2 separate regions of the Dromaius novaehollandiae genome follow, and region 1 is linked to region 2. Evidence: chromatin contacts called from public Hi-C data. All regions are on one chromosome and are shown on one strand. The core of a region is the stretch at or near the end of the contact, and the rest is flanking DNA. Distances in the headings are between cores, read along the strand shown. Region 1 holds the start of C1QTNF7 (C1q and TNF related 7). Region 2 overlaps CC2D2A (coiled-coil and C2 domain containing 2A).

Evidence for each region. A called contact is a pair of places that touch in the nucleus more often than the background predicts.
Region 1: a contact with region 2 is called in a Hi-C map of liver, with 3 times the contacts expected there. The contact joins the promoter of C1QTNF7 here to the enhancer-like site in region 2. A contact is called at or near these places in 3 of 4 Hi-C or Micro-C datasets (brain, liver and ovary).

Annotation. Positions count from the first base shown.
Region 1 is chr4:71,810,341-71,815,006 of bDroNov1.hap1, reverse strand. It overlaps C1QTNF7 (C1q and TNF related 7), which reads left to right and starts at 2,337. Exons shown (of 4, transcript XM_026121904.2): 1 at 2,337-2,934.
Region 2 is chr4:71,705,220-71,709,975 of bDroNov1.hap1, reverse strand. CC2D2A (coiled-coil and C2 domain containing 2A) reads left to right here. Exons shown (of 37, transcript XM_026121945.2): 21 at 63-266; 22 at 1,800-1,892; 23 at 3,870-3,961. Among named protein-coding and RNA genes, the nearest start is that of CC2D2A, 42 kb to the left of the region's middle. Within about 2 kb of position 1,640, at least 2 of the 2 cell types and tissues checked have open chromatin away from gene starts, as enhancers often do.

The DNA.
Region 1 (4,666 bases), core at 1,088-3,587, 100 kb before region 2:
TTCCACTTTTGCTAACCCCTGAGAGGTGGTGTATTGTGCCTGCATGGACAGGAATGCCAAATACCTGTTACCAGACTAGTTGCTGTGGCTAGCAGGTAGATCCTACTGCATCTGGGTCTAGACAAAGCCAAAAGCAAGAAAATCAGTGTTCTAGTGAAATACTAAAATTGGAAGTCCTTGCCTCTATTTGTAACCTTAGAGGGATTAAAAATGAGCCTATCACATGCACCAGTGAGCAACCCTGTAAAAATACACCTTTTTTCCACCGCGCCCAAAATGGAACCTCTATTTTCTTTTGAACTCTTAAACTTTCATGACTTGCAGAGCTCTGTTCAGTTTCTCCCCAGTTTTTCTCCTGCCTCCCACCCTCAATCTGGAAAGCTCAGCAGGTGAAAGGAATGGGTTCAACTCATTATTTTTAAGACTCTCTTTTAAGTAGTACCTAGCTTCCCTCTGCTTCTGACAAAGCTTCAACTGCATCTTCCACCCTAAGGCATCTTCTGTATAACATAAGAGCTGAACTACTGGCTCATGCTTTAACTTTATGTTGTGGACCACAGAAGAGTATTTAGATAGACTTAGAGGGCACAAAATGTTAACAGAAGAAGACCATTAGAAATACTTGATTTTTATCATTGCTGCTATAAGATTACAGGGATTAATATGAATCTTTACTACTTCACCAATGGCTGTTTAGTCCTTAGTCATATTCCTGTGAAGCAGGTAGATAAATGGAATCGAGGAAGACTATAAGATCTGAGGACAACTAGAGAAAAATCCATTGCAGAGCCCAGGTTTGGAATTCCCAACAGTTTAATGCACAGACCATTAGAAAACATGCTCTTTCCCACATGACGGAAGACATCCTCTGCTCCTCGGAGAAAGACCCATCAGGAAGAGGAAGCAGCATCTCACATTTCCCCAAACAGGAGCAGAAGGAGGCCAACTGAGAGAGTGAGGGTAGCACTCAGGATGATCTTTAACGATTCTGCGTATTTCACATAACCATGCTAGCTATACTATAAACCAAATACAAGTTTTCAGTGCTGCCAGGAATGTATTAATCCTTATGCCTGATCACAAAGTGAAGATTAAGATACAAAAATCATTTGTTTCTGGTAGTATGTTGAAGTGACAGGATAGGATGATATTTGCACTTCTCACTGTTGCCCATCTGTGACCAAGTCTACCAGCAGATTCACAGAGCAGAACAAAAATACTCTGATAGCTATACTTTGGGGAAATCTGACACTTGCGATATCATTAGTATGCTGAAGCTTTCGTAATATCATATGATTTTGTACAAGAGTATTCTATTTCCTGATTACCATCATTTAATACTGAAATGAAACTCCATTAGAAAAAAAGTTTAGTTTTCTTTAAACGTTTTTTCTCATCATTGGCAGCAGTATTTTATCTATTTTGAGTGAATGCATAGGACCCTATTTGCTAAGTCTCCATTAAGAGTATGAAATACTTAATATTTCAGTGTCATGCAAATTAGAACATTTAAATGAAACAAATCTTTCATAGTCACTTCACCAATGGTATTTCAACATTGACTGGTTTGGTTCTAAAGATCCATTTCCTCTTTCAGGAGCATTAAACACCTTTGAAAATTTCAGTCTAATGTATCCCATTTTAACTTATGTTAATTTTGCAAGAAAATATGGCTGACAAAGCCAAAGTCACTTCATAACGATAAACCTTATATCACTTCAGCATCATCAGGTCTGTTGGATGTGCTTCCAAAAGTGCTTAGTGCCTTGGGGCCCAGTTTGAGACATGCTTTTCTGGACCCTCACTTTCAGAAAGTGTTCAGCACATACTTTTGCAAAAGTTTGTTATGGTACTAACATGGAAGGTTGGTGCTCAGGCACTGAAATTCCCCAGATCAGAGTAATGCTTTAAAATTTAAGCCTGGACAACTATGGCTTTTTGTTTGCTTGTTTTTAGCTACTTTTTAGAAAGAACTCATATTTTTAAAAGGGGATCTTTTACTGTCAATTCATAAATGTACACCAGGTGTTTCAACCATAACTGCTTGAAACAAATTCCTTGTGATGGCAAGAAATTACTCTCCTTCCACACGAGCGCAGGCAACCCCTTCTGCAAGAACAAAATTTCACATGTGCCCCTATCTGCATTTGAGCAATGCAGCATACAGCCATCCCCACTAAGCAGACGCCTTTGAAAATCATGCTTCTGTTATCTGTACCTTGAGAGTATCTCAGACGATAAGATCACTCGCACAAGTTGCTTTTGAAACTCCCCAAAATCACATGAGGGAGAAGTTCAGAGTTGTGATCAGCCCTTTGGCTGATCTGAGGATGTGGCTCTTTTGGAGCGCTTAGTGCGCTCGAGGCTGTTCCCTCTTCCTTCACTTCGAGGCAGATCCTGCTCCTCCCAAGTCCCACGCTGAGGGGACTACATGCCAGAAAGAGCATGATTTTTTCCTCTTCTCTGTGTCTTCACACAGAAGGAGAACTTAGCCTATAATGCTTTCCAAACATGATATAATGTTGCCTTGGGGAGGCTATGCCCCGGGTCCTGTTAGGACTCCGTGTCATAGGGCTTCAGTCTGGAGCAAACACTTGCTCATTGCTCCGCACTATATGCTGTGCTCTTTCCAGCGGGAGTTTTACAGCAAGCTCACAGTTGCTTTAAATTAGTGAAGCTGGCAAGTGTCCGAGGAAAGGAGTGGGAGCTTATTTAGCTGAGACAGACAGTTACAAAACTTAATACAAGCGCATCAAGCTTCAAATAAGTTTTCATGAAGTACGTTATTTGTCATCATAGCATTTAAACTTGTTTCAAAGGATTTTGACTCACCAACAATTACCTGTTGGCTTGAATTTACAACACTTACGGGACGACTCAAAAGAATAGTATTGCTTTTCCTGAAAAAATTGGTGACATCTACTTGAATGTAAGGTAAGTTGCAACCGATTCTATTTTCCTGTTCTCACTTCTCTGAAATGTATTTAAAGAAGGGGAAAAAATAGAGACACCTTTCAGAAAAATGTTCATTTTTGCTGGGATACATATGATTCCATTAGAAATCTATGTAGTAGTGCTTCAGTGAAATCTGTATATATATATCCTGTCTTGTAAAAGAAGAGTAATAAACCTTGACATTTCTGCACATAACCTCTGTATCAGAAAGAGATATTTTAAAACCAGATACCAGAGAGATTTTTTAAAAAAATCAAGAACACAATTTTATGGTCAAAACTTATTTTTAAATGTCTTTTTGACAGGATTTATGATAATTTAATTGTTTAAAATCTTTTGAAATATTTCTCCATATTTAGCTTTCATCTTACATTCTGTCAATCCAAAATAGAGATTGTAAGTCTTTTTCCCTCATGAATGATTCCAACATCGTTCCAAATATTCACTTTAACCTTTGTTGCTGTGGTTTCATAGAAACTTGTTTTGCAAAAAAAATCTGTAAATTCCAAACAAATCATTTTGCTTCAGGGTTGTGCTCTTGCAAGGTTGAGCTCCTGAATTGAACTTATTAAACTCTCACAGAAATATCAGTTTGATATTTCATTGGGATGTTTCTTATGTTTTTTACCAAGGTGATTTAACTTTCTGTGCTTCCTTTGCTGCTAACAGTATGCTTTGTGTCTGTGTGCTGTACAAACTGGAGAGAGAATGTATGCTGTTAAATATAAATGAAGTGCTGAGTGTCAGTGATTAAGCACAACTGCAGTCTGGGTAGGTGAGAGTGTAAATGGATAAGCAATTCCTTGAGCCCTTTTTTTCCCCTGCGTCTCTGGTTACTATTATTCAGATGACTCTGAGGCAAGGCTTGCTTGCATGCCTGCTGCCCAAAGCGTGATACTCAGATGGTGGCTAGTTTCTGTAACCCACTCACTTTCAAGGAAATGCTGAAGCTTTTCAGGTTGAAGTTTTAGGATAATATGGGTGTGAGTGCAGCATTATCCACAGTCCTTGGAGCTGCACAAGCTATGGAAATTTGCCAAGAGTGGCTCTACAGATGGCTGGAGAAACAGCAACCTGCTTCAGAAACCACAAAGCCACCATGTCACATTGCACAGTGCATTAAAGAGGCGGAAACTCCCTTCTTCCTGCAGTGCCCTACTCCCAGTTTGCCTGACTTGGGACTATTTAATCTGGGCTACTGAGTGGATTTCCCTTTAAACCAGACCCTGCTGGGAGTGACCTTTCAGAGTAGGTGGAAAATTTGGGCTGCGCTGCTGCTGGTCCCCCTGAATTCATGCAGAGGCAGCCCCACCGCTGAGGCTGTCCCGCTCACGGACGTGCTCCACCTGAGAAATCCATCAGAGTGCAGAGAGGGAAACAGAGCGGGGAGGGAAGGGGCAGGGTGTGGAAAAGCAGACTTTTCTCCCCAGAGTGGACTGGGAGTAGATGAGTCTGTATGCCCGGCCCAGCCTACAGGAACGAGGGGAATCCGGAAAGCCTTGTTTCCTTTGAAGCTGCCTGTGTGTTAAGTTTTGTGCACATGGGGGACTCCCACCTTTACCATCCTCACTGAGCTCCCAAACGATAGGGCAAAAGGTATCTCAATCAAGTGTTACGTAGGCAAGGACTGCATGGCTTGGGGGTTGGGAGGTTTTTTCCACTTGCTTAGTTATTATTTATTCCTTGTCCTTATGCCACAATATCCCATGGG
Region 2 (4,756 bases), core at 391-2,890:
TACTGTATTATAGACTTTTCTTGCTCAGTATCAAAATGATAATAGTTACTCGTCTAACTTAGGTTGCCACTAGTGGAGAGGCACGTGTTCCTGATTTCTTCAGACTGGAACAGTTGCAGCAAGAATTTAATTTTGTTTCCGATGAGGAACTTAATAAATCAAAGAGATTTCGACTCTTGCAGCTCAGAAATGCAGAGGTGATGGAGTTCCGAAACTATAAGCAAGTCCCTTTGCACGAACGAGAAATCAGTGAGCAACTCTTTCAGGTATAACGTTATCTGAAATTATTTGAAGTGTTCTCTAGTAAAGTGTCTTACTTTTTTCTAGTTTTAATGTCAGTAATATCTGACTTGCAGTATAGCCATTTGGTCCCTTAAACAATATACAGCTGTGCTGACATGGAAAAATATGAGAATTTTATTCCTTCTGTCTTTTGTGCTGTTATCTTAGTCTAATTAGAATAGATTCCTTCCAAGTAAATGCTTATACAGCTGTACTGTGGAAGAAGAAAAATAAAATACAGCAACTGCTGTAGGCACAAATGTTCTAAGATTCATTTTTTTGAAGGCTCAGAAGAACTATTCTTGTTTTATTTTGTTTCTAATCTGAACTGAAGTAATTCAAACCCACCAATATTTCCTATGCACTGAAAAGTCAGATAAATAATTATATTCAAAATAATGAAACACTGTGTTTCCAGAAATGAATGTGCTTCCAGGACCCTTTATCTCAGGGGAAAGTTGATGTTCTCTGAAGTAACAACAGTCACAAAGTGACAGGAAGATTAGTTTCACTGCATACCTAGTGTCTGTGGTTCTAAAGCCAACTTTATTTGCAGACTGCCATGAAGCTACAGATCCTGGCAGTCTCCCTGGACTTCTAGGTTCCATATTTTGTCTGGAAACTGAAAGTCTTTTTTTCATCTGAAAATTTCGGTCAGCTTTAACCTTTCCTAAATTTATGAGACATTTTTCTTAAACATCTCAAAATTCTTTGAATAAAAGTTGCATCTGTCAGTACAGCTTTCATTGTAGTTCTGAGGTCTACCAGAAGAGTGACTACAACCCTGAAAACTACTCCTTCACCAAAATTTTCTGCATGGAGCAAGTGCTTCTCCTAAATATTTTTCTTGTGGGAGGAACCAGTATTCATCTCAGTCCATCAATTAGACTTCACAGACTCTGTTATCAAACCTCAGGCAAAGCAAAATCTCACATACTGGATGATTAAAGAGCTTTTATTTTCATACTTCATATAACCAAAGATTTTATCGTGCTATAAAATCTCTTTATTTCTTGAATATAACTTAAAAATAGCTCAACAAAATCTCCCACAGGCAGAGTTTCTTACAGTGTTTAGACTCTATGAAAACTAGTTATATATATTAAAACGCAGTTCACATTTCAGGCCATCTTATGTGAAGACTGCATCACTTCTGTATATAAAGGGCTCTACCTATCACAGCTGGAGTAAGATATACCATTTCCAGTTCAAATGGGATTTCAGTTTATGGCAGCAGGTCAAAGTTCAGCTTTAAAAAAAGAAGAGAGGAAAATTTTCAGTGTTATTTTTAGTAATTTAAGCCACATGGATCACGTAGCAGAATTCTTGTCTTCATTCATAGAAGCTGGGCAGTGCTACTGCTGTATACGTTAGCATTAAGAACAGCCTTCTAAACTTCTGACATCTGTTTTGGTTTACTCTGATCCATACGTTAATGAAATATTTACTATTTTTCTTGCATGTAATAAAGTACTGTATATATATATCAGATCACAAACTTTACTAAATTTCTTTAGGACTATGAGAAAAGACTACGTGAGAGGGATGTGATTGACAGCAAACATTACTTAGATGCACACAGAGCAATTGTTGCCAACTATCTACAGAAGGTAAGCTGCAAAAAATGTGGATCCATATTTATTTAAGCCATGCATTGCTGCAATGCTTGGATGCTTTGTTTCTGTGAATGTTAAGAACTGATTCATCTCTAAACATGGCCTACAGATGTCTTCAAAATTCCAAGTTAGTCCTAAAATAGGTCTAATTAAACAAGTAGAGGTTTGAGCATGACTGATGTAACAGTCTTGAAAAAGATGCAATACACAGAATGAGCAGACGTTCTGGATTGTCCTAGCTGTCCTGTAAGTTGTTTTTTGCTACAGCATCCTAGAGACTTTCTTCCTGTAAGGTACTGTTGTGTCCCAGGTATTCATTCATTTTCCCCCTTCTCCCCATTTTCCTTCTTGAAAGCTGTCATGCTAAGAACTTACGTTGTTTCCAGGAGAGTGGCCCTAACCACTGTTTCGAATCATTTAAGGCAATGCAGGGAGTATATCCTGTCCTGCAACCTATGGCAGAGGGCATATCTTTCATCACATTACCTTCATTGTTGGATTATAACATCATCTTCTTCCCCTTGGCGTAATTTTTTTTCCCTAAGCTGTTCATTCTGTTATAGTGACATTCTTTTTAGTCCTTATGGAAAAAAATTGAGGAAATATTGGTCATATATCCAGGAAAAGTTTGCAATTTCAGAGTTTTGGCAAAGTAGGAAGTGATAAAAACATGGCTGTGGATTTACCAGTCCTGGAAAACCTGAAAGGTGAAAGAAATTCTAGCCAGCTGGCAAAACTCTAAGATTAATATGAGGATAAGATTGATTTGATGTGAAATGGAACACATTGCCTATTAGAAATACTGGTTCATAAAAGAAACAAAGACAATGGAGAGTGATGAAATCCTCCAGTCAAGTCCAGGGAAATGCCAAAGCCCTTTTGATGTGGTAATATCAAAAGTTGTTTTTAACAGAGCTTTCAAGTCTGTGTCAGGCTCTTATGCTTGGCATGGTATTTAAGTGTGTGCTTAAAAATGCTGTTTGTGCAGTTTGCTGAATAATAGTACAGTATTACAGAGTAACACACATAATGGTACCTATATTTGTCAGTCTTTCAGATGAAATACAAGTAGTCTTTTAAAAATAACATATGGATATTTTACACTTTAATAAATTGTCAAATGTGCTTAAAAATTAGATTGCTCACATCAGATCTGAAATTCAGATCACTCTGAAACGTGATCTTTTTATGCCTATCATTTCACTCAAAGGAATGTTTCATATGTTAGTAAAGATTTTGAAAATTAAAGGAAAAGATGTATTACAGATAATTGTTATTGCTGTTACAACACTGGTCTTAGAACAGTATATAAAGGCATTATTAGACTTATTTGCGAGAAAAAATGTGTTTAAGGCATCACTCTTTCAGTCTGCATTAACATAGTTTTGGGGAGACGGGCGAAGAATTTCATCTGTGTGTTTCAATCTATCACTCCAGCATAGAAATTTAAGGAACTGAGAATTTAAAAAATACGTTTATTTGAAATCATAGTATTTGTGAAATATGCCTCACTGACTGTCCTGCTGTCCAAAGGGCTTTATTCCCCATAATTAATACCGTATAGATTTCTTCACAGACTTTTCTGTAACTTCATTTAGATGCCCAAAAAAGATGTTTTTCAGTGTCATTTCAGTGTCATTTTTCATCATCATTGTGATGATGAGCTCTTTTTTGCTACAATCAGCTAAAGCTTCGTTTTCTGATTGTATGATTTTTATATATTCTTACATCAGGGTATCTTGTATGTCTCTAGAGAAATGATTGTACTCGTAGAATGAGTGTATATTATGTTCTGAAGAAATATCTGTCAGAAAGGAAGTTTTCCTTGACCATGAGTCTTTTAAAAGTGAGAGAAGAGAATTAATGTATAGTTGCGGGGGGGTTTTCATTTTCGATAGACAGAATGCAAGCATTTACAGTGATTTTTGGATTAAAAGTGTAATTTTTATCTCTCTCCCCCACCATCCACAGATTCGAGAATCAGTAATAAACCGTTTCCTAGTAGCAAAACACCATTTCCTTCTCTCTGACCTCGTCAGTGAAGAAGAGATTCCCAGCCTGGGGTAAGGGAGCTATCTGTATAGGTTCTAAATCAAAGTAACTAATTTAAAACCATCTCTGATGCTTTTTTGCAAAGTATGGTGAGGTAACTGACTTTTTAATATTATTCTATATTTAGTATAGTCTGTAGTTTTCCAAGCAGTGTGTATACCTCTGCTAGTACAGTATTTGAATAAAAATATGTATCAAAACTTCCTTTTTTAAAAAAAGGATCTGTGGCAGAAGTTATGTGATAGTATATAAATATGGTTTAGCATGATATAATGTATCAGGTTGTGATCTGATAAGCTGAGCAGAGCCCCAGTTGGTGCTAGATTGATTTCCAAATATCACACGACTGGCAGAGGCAATGGCACTGGTGGTTCTACAGGTGATGTTCTCTTTGAGTCAGTGCATATGCCCTGCAAATAATGTGGAATAAATTTTTATCAAGGATTTTGTTTACTTTGTCTCATGTATTTCCATGTGTTATTGCTGGACATCTTCATACACTGTTTACTTTCAGAAATGTTACTGCTTTTGGAAATAATTTCTTTTTTTCATATCAGATTATTACTTGTTTTTATTATTTATGCATCTTCTTTGCATTTTTGTTCTAAATTCCATACTTGTAGATTCTGACATTTCTGAGTTACAACCACATAGATGGTTCTGACTTAACATTGCTTGCCTAATATCTGTGTAAGTAAATATGTCACAAGTGATAGTAACTCTTTTTTCTTGTAGAAGTTGCTTGTGTTCACTAAAAGCATTACACCCTAAAGTATGACCTAAGCTTTTAGAATCAACAGTATAAA